Regions from separate parts of the Sus scrofa genome. Here region 2 is linked to region 1. The links are chromatin contacts, called in public HiChIP or PLAC-seq maps. All regions are on one chromosome and are shown on one strand. Each heading gives the region's core, a stretch centred on a gene start, on an enhancer-like site or on the middle of the called end of the contact. The rest is flanking DNA. Distances are from core to core; before and after follow the strand shown.

Region 1 (4,488 bases), core at 1,190-3,689:
CAGGTTTAAATCTTTTTCTACCTTTACTGGTCAGCAAGCCAGAAGAAAATCAGAAACCTCACTAAGCCTCCATCTCCTCATCTGTAAAATGGGGGCAAAAGCATTAACAGCTACTTGATCATACATAGAGTTGTAAGCACCACATGTGCAAGACCTAACACAGTGCCTGGTATACAGAAGGTGCTCAATAAATGGGAAGGGGCCAGTGAGAGCTGGGGGAGCCGCGGGAGTGTGAAGGGCCTTGATCATCTGTTTTGTTCAGGCCGTCTACCATCTCGTTTGTCAGTTCAGGGCTGGTTGCTTCCCTAACTGGATCGCAGTCAGCAGAGGGGCACAGAGCGCGAAGGTTAAGCTTTGGGAAATTGACTTTGTTTTTTTTGTCTTTTAGGGCCACACCCACAGCATATGGAGGTTCCCAGGCTAGGGGTCCAGTGGTAACTGTAGCTGCCAGCCTACGCCACTGCTACAACAAGGGATCCAAGCCATGTCTGCAACCTACATGCCAACTCACGGCAATGCGAGATCCTTTACCCACTGAGCAAGGCCAGGGATCAAACCCGCATCCTCATGGACACTAGTCGGGTTCGCTAACCCCTAAGCCACAAGGGGAACTCCAGCTTTGGGAACTTGATGAGATGTGCGGCAGGTATCCTAAGCCTAGTGCCAGCCAAGGCAGGGGCATCAGAAGAAGCAGCAGGACCTCGGCAGAGGACAGAGCAGCCTTGAGTGGACAGAGGAGAAGTCATGGGGAAATGGCCATTGGAGCCCCAAGCCTCAGGCCCTACTGGGCCAGGGCAGGGAGGCAGCTTAGTGCTGGACAGCCAGAGTCCAGGGGTCCGGGCCTCTAGAGCGAGGTGTCCTTTGTTCCCCAGGGCCACAGGGGCTGCAGAGGAGAAAGCAGAGTGGGGTCTACTTGGACAGGCCACTCAGAACCCCACAATCCCACCCAGCCCAAATCAACCATAGGGAGGGTCTCAGTGGCTGGGCCTGAATAAAGCCAGACGGAGCTGATTCTCGACATGGGATCTGGGGGCCAAGAAAGCTGGGCACGGGGGTGTGGGGGGGAGGCAACATGTGTTACGCAAAGCACTGGAACCTTAACTCTGCGAAGACATCCATTTTTAGTCACTCTAGGGGGTCAGATGGGTCTGGGACACTGCTTTTTCTATTCCTGTTTTTGTAAAGTTCCTTAAAGGGCCCCAAATCCTCCAAAACTGTCTCTACCAATGGTGAGAAAATGGTTTTTCTCCTCCAGCTTCTCCCCTTGGGCCATTCTGTCTGTCCCTTGTGTCACACCCTGTTCTGCTTACTGCAGCCCTGGGAGAGGATGGAGGTTCCCTGAAGGCGAGCCCCTGGTCCTGCGTGGTGGCCTGTGTCACACCCCCCTCCCCCGTATCGAAGTCTGCACAGTGCCAGGTGGGTACCTGGTGCTCAAGCCACAGGGGTGGGGCAGGCCCTTGCCTCGCCCACTGGTCCTGGCAGGCAGCCTGTTCAGCGTTCTGCCCTATAGGTACCACTCCAGCTCGCTGCCTGTCTTTATTCCCAGCTGCACCTCTAGACCCCTTTGAGTAGGCAAAGGACATTCTAGCCCAAACTTGGGTCCTGGATTCAGCCCTTCCACCTTGCAACTCTCTGGGGAGGACACTGTTGGGGTAGAGGGCATGATGCAGTGGCAGGGGGATTCCGTTTCCTCTCCCGCCCCAGCCCGCTAGCCCAGCCTCTCTCCTTGCTGGGGGAACCAGTCAGAGAAACAGAGGAAGCAGGGCTGGAGGTAAGGTTTCCAAAAAGGAACTGAATCTAGGCTCAGCCTGTGAGCTCCAGCGTGGCAGTAGCCTTACTGGACCACAGGCTCCTCCGGGATGGAGGCTGGGTTTGTCCAGCACGGCGCCTGTGCACAGCCGGCTGGGCTCTAAGCTCGCTGGATGCAGAAGCCACCCCGATTGGTCTGTGTGACTCCAGCATGTGACCCCTTCCCCCGGCCTCCCACGGCTCTTTCTCCGACTCAGGGGATGTGTACACATCCTGTCCACTCCTCCCAGGGCAGAAGGAAGGGCCGACTGATAGAAAGCACACTTTCATCAATAAATGAGCCATACAAACTAAGGGAGTCATTGTTCTGGCTACCAAAGTGTGGACCAGGAGTAATCTAAACCAAAGGCCAAGAGAGGAAGTGGCCCTGGGTCCAGAGTAAACAGAAAAACCAGCTTCAGGGCTCTGGGTTCCTCCCATAAGGGGAGAGAGAAGCCAGAGGCCAGAGGCGCTCCCTGCAAGCCAGTCAACCTCAAGCAAACGGCTTCTGGCCTCCGTCTTCCCACTCCGCCCCGGCCAAGCAGAAAGCAGAGTCTGCCTGAGGTCAGGCTGCCTTAACGTGGGAGGCTGGGGGCTGGGAGGCAGGGGAACAGGAGGCCAGGCTGCTGCTTCTGTTCTTGCCCGTGGGTGAGTCACTTTGGGCGTGGCCCTCACAGGAACCAAGCACTTGGTACCTTCTTGGCACGGGGCTGGTGGGTGAGCTGGTGCTGAGCCCTGTTCCAACGCCTTCCCTGGCTGGGGGAGGAGGACGTTCAAGATTTGATCTGCTGTGACCCTGAAATGGTGAGCCAGGCCGAGCCAGACCTCTGTCCCACTTGGATTCCCACTCAGGGCTGTGAAGGATGGAGAAATGAAGGCGAGGCGACGTGGGGGTGGAGGAGCCCCTGAGGCCTGATTTCAGCTCTGCTTCATAACCATCCCTCCCACCCCCCGCCACCTCCACAAGGAGAGGAGGGCTGAGAGGTGATGAGCTCTCTGTCACTGGAGGTATGCAACTTTAGTCTGGACTTCACTTGGCCACACACTTGGGCTATGAAAAGCCCTTTCCCCTTGCCCCTGTATCCCAACTTTGTTCTCATTTTCCAACCCCAGGAGGCGGGGAGGAACCGACTTCCAGTCCAGCTGGAGAGGCTGCCTGTCCCCCTCTCTCAGCCTTCCTGCTCTACGCCCCCCAGGATTTCTCAATCCTGGCGGTTTGCTCCCCTCCACCCCCAGGGTGTAGCCCAGCCTTCCGTCCCCCTTGGAGCTGACAGCATGAGCTCATCCGGGCAGCCCGAGGAGCCAGTGGGGAAACTTTGAGTCACGCAGAGCCTGCGGCCAGGATGCCGGTGTAGGAGAGGTGCCATGGGAGGGCTGAGCACCCCGCCCGGCGGCCAGAGCCCAGGTGCCTCGAGGAGCAGGTGGAGGGGCGTCCACGTGGCGTGGAATGCAGGCCACTGTGTGGCCACCGGCTGAAGGGGCAAGAACGACCCTGGGTGTCGGGAAGGGCACAGTAGAGGCTTCAGAAGCGGAAGAGGAAGGGAGGGAACAGCTCCTGGCGATGGTGAGGCAAAGCAGCGGGGAGGGCGTGGATGGGCACACCCTGAGCCCTGCGGTGGCTTCTGCTGCCCATCCCACTTCCAATGATGCTCCAACCTAATTACACAGAATCTAATTCTCAAGCAGAAGCAGACACCAGGCAAGGCCATGCTGCCCCTGCCGACGTGTGGATGTGGCGGGAGCCCCCACCCGGAGCTCTGCCTCCACGGTGAGTGTCTGTGCATGGCTGCCAACCTCGAATGCCTGGGCCAAGGTCATGGGCCCTGCTCTCCACAATGGAGGGAAAGGGGGCAGCTCGCTCTCACCTGTGAGTCACCTGGGACCCTCGCAGGCTGGACATGGTCTCTTCCAAGTTCTGTCGGAGATCCAGAACATTCTGCACTGTCCTCTTCCTCTGGGACTCTGGGTCTAGGGGGAGAAGAGGAGGAGCTGGATGAGGTAGGTGCAGGGCGACCGCATCCCCAGGAGGTGAGGGGCCGGGAGGTGCAGGGCGACCGCATCCCCAGGAGGTGAGGGGCCAAGAGGTGCAGGGCGACCACATCCCCAGGAGGTGAGGGGCGCATGCTAGCTTGGAGAAGACTCAACTAGAGCAGAAATGTACCCACCACCTCCCAGGCTGAAAACACCCCAAACCAAGGGCACGAGCAAGAAGGAAGGGCTCAGGAACTTTCTCCTCCCTCCACCAGTCCAGGCGGAAAACGGATGGGACAGGCTTTGGGCAGAAACCTCAGTCAGCCCTGCCCCAAGACTTGTCCTTGACCTTGGGACCCAGGTCGCGGAATGGAAGCAGATCCCCCAAAGCCTCCCTGAGAGGGAGCGTCGGGGACCCAGGGATGCTGGCAGAGGCGCCCAAGAGCTCTGCCCTCAGGCTCCTGTCTGGACCCTCTGCGGTTCTTGCCCAGAGCCCATGCACCCTCCCCACCCAGAAAGGTGCCCTCCAGGAGGTATTTTTTCCCCAAGACTAAGCTCAGCCCAGCTGCTCTGTCTTGTCAGCCAGGGCGGGAGGCAGTCAGGCCCAAGGCCCTTCCAGAACCTCTGAGGCACCTTTCCTGAGGACCAGCCCCATGCCCCGTCCAGCCTGCCCCTCCCTTCTGGGGTCTGGGTGGGAGGGGTCTCATTCTGGGAGCTCCAGGCAGCTGG
Region 2 (4,488 bases), core at 1,479-3,978, 300 kb before region 1:
AAAAATTTAAAAATTAAAAAGAATAAAGTGGGTTATAGGAAACGGAATTACAGTTACTTCTGCTGAGCAAACGTTCCCTAACATCAGTGTAGACACGGTGGCTCTCCTTGGGGGGGCGGTCCCAGTCTAGGGGGAGCCAGATGGACAGTGCGGATTATCCAGCCTGCAGATGGGTGCAGTACGAAGAAACGCAGCAATTGCTTTGTGTGCATTGCTTCCGGGGCGTGGCTGACTTAGCAGCTGAGGATTTGACGTGAGTGTTCACTGCTAGCGTGGAACTGTCCCCTTCCCTTGACTGTTTACTGTGACTTGCCCCCACCGGGGACTACGTAAAGAGAAGGGGCTTCTGGTCCAACAGAGAGAGGTGGCTCAGACCTCAGGAAGGACCCTCTCCGTCCAGGTTGAGAGACTTTGAGAGCCCAGGTCATGGTGGACACGGGGCTTGGGTACGGCCCGTCCTGACGCAGCACAGGAGCGCAGAGCTGCCCCTGAGACTCCAGCCCGATTCCCGTGGCTTTTTGGTCCTCGGCGCTGGGAACCCAGGTCCTGGCCATTTTTGCCCCTTTTCCAATTCTGACTCTTCCTTCCAGTCGGGGCAGTTCAATGAAGACATGATCCCCACCGTGGGCTTCAACATGCGCAAGATCACGAAAGGCAACGTGACCATCAAGGTGGGCACCCGGGCCGCCGAGGGGGTGGGGGGGTGGGAAGACCGGGTGTTTGGGGGGGTGTTGACAGTATGTGTCTGTGTGTTGAGTGTGTGTGTCTGTGTGTTGGTATGTCTGTTGGAGCTTGTGTGTTTTGGGAGGGTGTTAGAGCATGTGTGTGGAGGGTGTGTGTCTGTGTGTGGGGGCGTGATGTGTGCTGTGTGTATGTGTGTTGGGGGTGTTGAGTGTGTGTGTTTGTGTCTGTGTGTATTGGGGTATGTGTATTGGAACTTGTGTGTATTGGGGTGTGTCTGTGTGTTCGGTATATGTGTGTGTTGGGGGTGTGTTGGGCATGTGTGTGTGTTGGAGGTGTGTGTGTTGAGTGTATGTGTCTTTGTGTTGGGGTGTGTATATGGAGCTTCTGTGTGTTGGGGTGTGTCTGTGAGTTGGGTGTCTGGGTTGGGTATTTGTGTGTGTGTTGGGGGTGTGTGTGTGGAGTGTGTGTGTGTTGGGGTATATGTATTAGAGCTTGGGTGTGTTGGGTGTGTCTCTTGGGGGGGGTGTGGAGTGTGTGTCTGTATGTTGGGGCATGTGTATTAGAGCTTGTGTGTGTTGAGGTGTGTCTGTGTGTTGGGGGCATGTGTGTTGGGGGGTGTTGGCTGGGGCCCTGAAGGAGAAGCTAAATGAAAGCAGGGGTTGGGTTGGAGGAGTCAGGACCTGGAGCTGGAAGGAATGGGGGGACACGTGGGAGCCAGGGTGGATTTGGGGGCCGCCTGCTGGTGAGACATCTCCCCTCTTCTTGCTCAGCTCTGGGACATCGGGGGACAGCCCCGCTTCCGTAGCATGTGGGAGCGCTACTGCCGAGGAGTGAGTGCCATTGTGTAAGTGCCAGGTGGGGGACACTGAGACTCCCGCCCGCCTGTAATTGCCTTTGGTTTGGCACAGCCCCTGGGCAGCCACCAACCAGTTCCAGAACCAGGGCATCGCCCACTCCGCCTGGAAGCACCTGCGTGTCCCGCCTCCCGCTTGCCCCCAACCCAGACTCACCCCATCCGTTTTATGTGATGTAATGGTTCATTTCCTTGCTTCTTAAAAATAATTTTGTCCTACATATGTATATATATATATGCCCAAACAAAAGATTGTTTAGTTTTCATTGTTTCTAACCTGAGTTTTCAAAGTTTTTTATTTTGTGTACAGTTTTTAAAGGCGACTCTCCATTTACAGTTAAATTAATACATCCTTGCAGCCAGTCTTACACCCAGTAACCTGATTTTTTAAAAGGCATCTTGATGCAAGAAAGTCATCTGGGGCTTCCTCTGCTGTCTTCACCCCCTTATCTGGTCCTCCCATCAGAACACAGGGGGTCACTCTGCGAAGAGCTTGGGTCCAGTCCTCTGGGACCCCGCTTTGCCACATCATTGGCAGCTTCTCCGGGGTCTTTGGAGGAGGGACTGGATGGATTCTGCAGGTCCTCACTCCCTTTGGTTCAGAAACCATTCTCCCGGCACCTGCCCAGGTGGTCTATAGACCCCAGGGTGATGAGCCCCTTCTCTCCCCACCCTCAGCCGTGGGGTCACTTGCTTGTTTGTCCCCACCCTGCCATTCCCCAGGTACATGGTGGACGCAGCTGACCAAGAGAAGATCGAAGCCTCCAAGAATGAACTCCACAACCTACTGGACAAGCCTCAGCTGCAGGGCATCCCGGTCAGCGGGCTGGGGGCGGGACCAGAGGCCGGGGGGGGGGGTGCAGCGGGGCTGCAGAAGCGCGCCCTGCCTGCTGCTGCCCTGGACCCAGCCTCTCCTCCCTCCTCTGCAGGTCCTAGTCCTGGGTAACAAGCGAGACCTCCCGGGAGCGCTGGATGAGAAGGAGCTGATTGAGAAAATGTGAGTTTGGCATTTCTTCTCTCCCTCCCTCTCCCCAAATTCCCAGGCCCCTGACCGCGGAGGGCTGGCCGCCGCGCTAGCGGTCGCCGCACGGTGGCAGCAGAGAGCGCCTGCCCGAGCCCCGCCCTCCCCGCCGCAGCCTCTGCACCGCGCAGCCTCAGTAGACTCTCCGCTCTCCTGCAGGAATCTGTCTGCCATCCAGGACCGAGAGATCTGCTGCTACTCCATCTCCTGCAAAGAGAAGGACAACATTGGTGGGTCTGGAGGCGGCGCTGCATTCGTGAGGCGGGGGCGGGAGGGGAAGGCACTCCAGGTGCTTTGGGGCCGTGGCTTTTTCTTTGGAGCCCAGAGTGCTGTGGGATTCTGCTTCTGAGCCTCACCCCGGCTCTGTGGTCGCCTAGTGTGTGAACCTCCTTGGGGTTCACTTCCCCACCTGGGTCACCACAGGGTGGGGCGACATCACAGGGTGGGGCGATGCGGCAGGGTGGGCCCAGGCGATTCGCAGGCCCCTTCCAGGCCTGACGGCCACGTCCAATGGTTCCGCGGCTCTGTCTCTTTCTCAGTAGCCAGATGTCCCTGCCCCCCACGCCCTTCAGAGCTTGTGATGCCCTTCAGATTGACCCCAGCTGGGCAGCCAAGAAGCCCAGACCTGCCACTCCCCAGGCGTTTGCTCTACCCCCAGCAGGCCCAGCGCTGAAGCCCCCTAACCTCCTCTCTTGTTCCCCAGACATCACCCTACAGTGGCTTATCCAGCACTCAAAGTCACGGAGAAGCTGAGACTGCGGCCCCTCCCCTCTGACCAGGGACCGCCATCCAAACTGAAGCCGAGCTCCCGCCCCCCTCCCCGCTGCCCCCCCTCAAAGCCCACCCCTCCTTATTCGGTGTGGGGAGGGGTCCTCTGGGCGTCCCAGAGTCCTGTTCTGCTGAGGTTTGAACTCCTGATTTTATTGTAAAATAAATCGCTCCCATCTGATCCCCTAACCTCCCCCGCCCCGCGCTGCTTCCTCTTCCCCCTACAGCCCCTGGCCCCACAACCCGGCCTCCTCTCTCCTCCAAGCCCTGCTTCCCTTTTCCACACTCTTCTGTTATTGTCCTGTGTGTACAGTATATATATGTATATATATTTTAATTTTTTAATTTAAGCAAAGACTAAAATCAACCATTTGATGCTGCAGGGGCCAGTCAGGATCTGGGAGGGGGGGCTCTGAAGAGAAGGGGGTTGGCTGGGGAGGGTTCAGATCAGGAGAGGTAAGGCGGGCACCTGGGCAGGTACCAGCCTGCTCACAGGTGGCTGGCCCCAACCCTGTTTCTTTCTACTTCCCAGTCTGGCCTGTCCCCACAGTGCTTGAATGTCACAGGCTGGCGGGAGCCTCCAGAGATGCCCTTCTCTGTCCCCAGCCTCAGGAGGGCCACCAGGCACCACCAGGTGCCAGAGACCGGGGGCTGAGAGGGCAGGGGGCCAGCGTCCACGGTGCCCCAGCAGCTCCTCCTGCCTGTTCCTGGCTCCCAGCCCCTGCCCCTCCCCGGGCCCCCACCTCCATGGCCACCTCATTTTCTGTTCTCGTTTTGCAGGTTGCACAAGGAGAGAACTCAGCACGGGGGGTTGGTTCTTTGGGTTTTGTTTTCTGTTTGTTTATTTGTTTAATTTAATGATTTGTAAAGTGATGTTCCTCTTCCTTTTTTACACTTTTCAGCTCATATTTAACCTCTGTTTGGAAAGTGATTCTTGTAACTGTACATTTTTTTGCCTCCTAACAAGAATAAATGACGATTTTGTGTTGGGGGGGGTCCATGGTGCGGCTTATTTTCCATGGGTGGTGTGGGATGCCCGCAGGCCCAGGGACTCGGGCCACCGCCACCCCAGGCACAACGGCCAGAGGGAGGCACCAGCTCAGTCTGAGCACACACGCAATGGCCCTTTGCAGAGGAGGCAACCTCCCAACGCCTGCCTCCA

What was found. HiChIP or PLAC-seq counts read pairs in DNA pulled down with a chosen protein or histone mark.
Region 2: an H3K27ac HiChIP or PLAC-seq map of alveolar macrophages shows a contact between it and region 1. The contact joins two enhancer-like sites. A contact is called at or near these places in 1 of 5 promoter capture datasets (fetal liver), 4 of 47 Hi-C or Micro-C datasets (embryonic fibroblasts, fetal heart ventricle, retroperitoneal adipose tissue and 1 more) and 1 of 2 datasets of contacts at active chromatin or transcription factors (alveolar macrophages).

The regions. Positions count from the first base shown.
Region 1 is chr10:24,013,567-24,018,054 of Sscrofa11.1, reverse strand. NAV1 (neuron navigator 1) reads right to left here. Exons shown (of 31, transcript XM_021064517.1): 5 at 3,654-3,756. Among named protein-coding and RNA genes, the nearest start is that of IPO9, 94 kb to the left of the region's middle. Within about 2 kb of position 2,439, at least 32 of the 83 cell types and tissues checked have an H3K27ac peak or open chromatin away from gene starts, as enhancers often do. A contact at or near this core is called in alveolar macrophages, where this site is marked.
Region 2 is chr10:24,314,756-24,319,243 of Sscrofa11.1, reverse strand. It overlaps ARL8A (ADP-ribosylation factor-like protein 8A), which reads left to right. Exons shown (of 7, transcript XM_021064533.1): 2 at 591-671; 3 at 1,455-1,528; 4 at 2,261-2,354; 5 at 2,467-2,534; 6 at 2,718-2,788; 7 at 3,262-4,315. The coding sequence ends at 3,311. GPR37L1 (prosaposin receptor GPR37L1) reads right to left here. Exons shown (of 2, transcript XM_021064532.1): 2 at 4,151-4,488. Among named protein-coding and RNA genes, the nearest start is that of ARL8A, 7.2 kb to the left of the region's middle. Within about 2 kb of position 2,728, at least 16 of the 83 cell types and tissues checked have an H3K27ac peak or open chromatin away from gene starts, as enhancers often do. A contact at or near this core is called in alveolar macrophages, where this site is marked.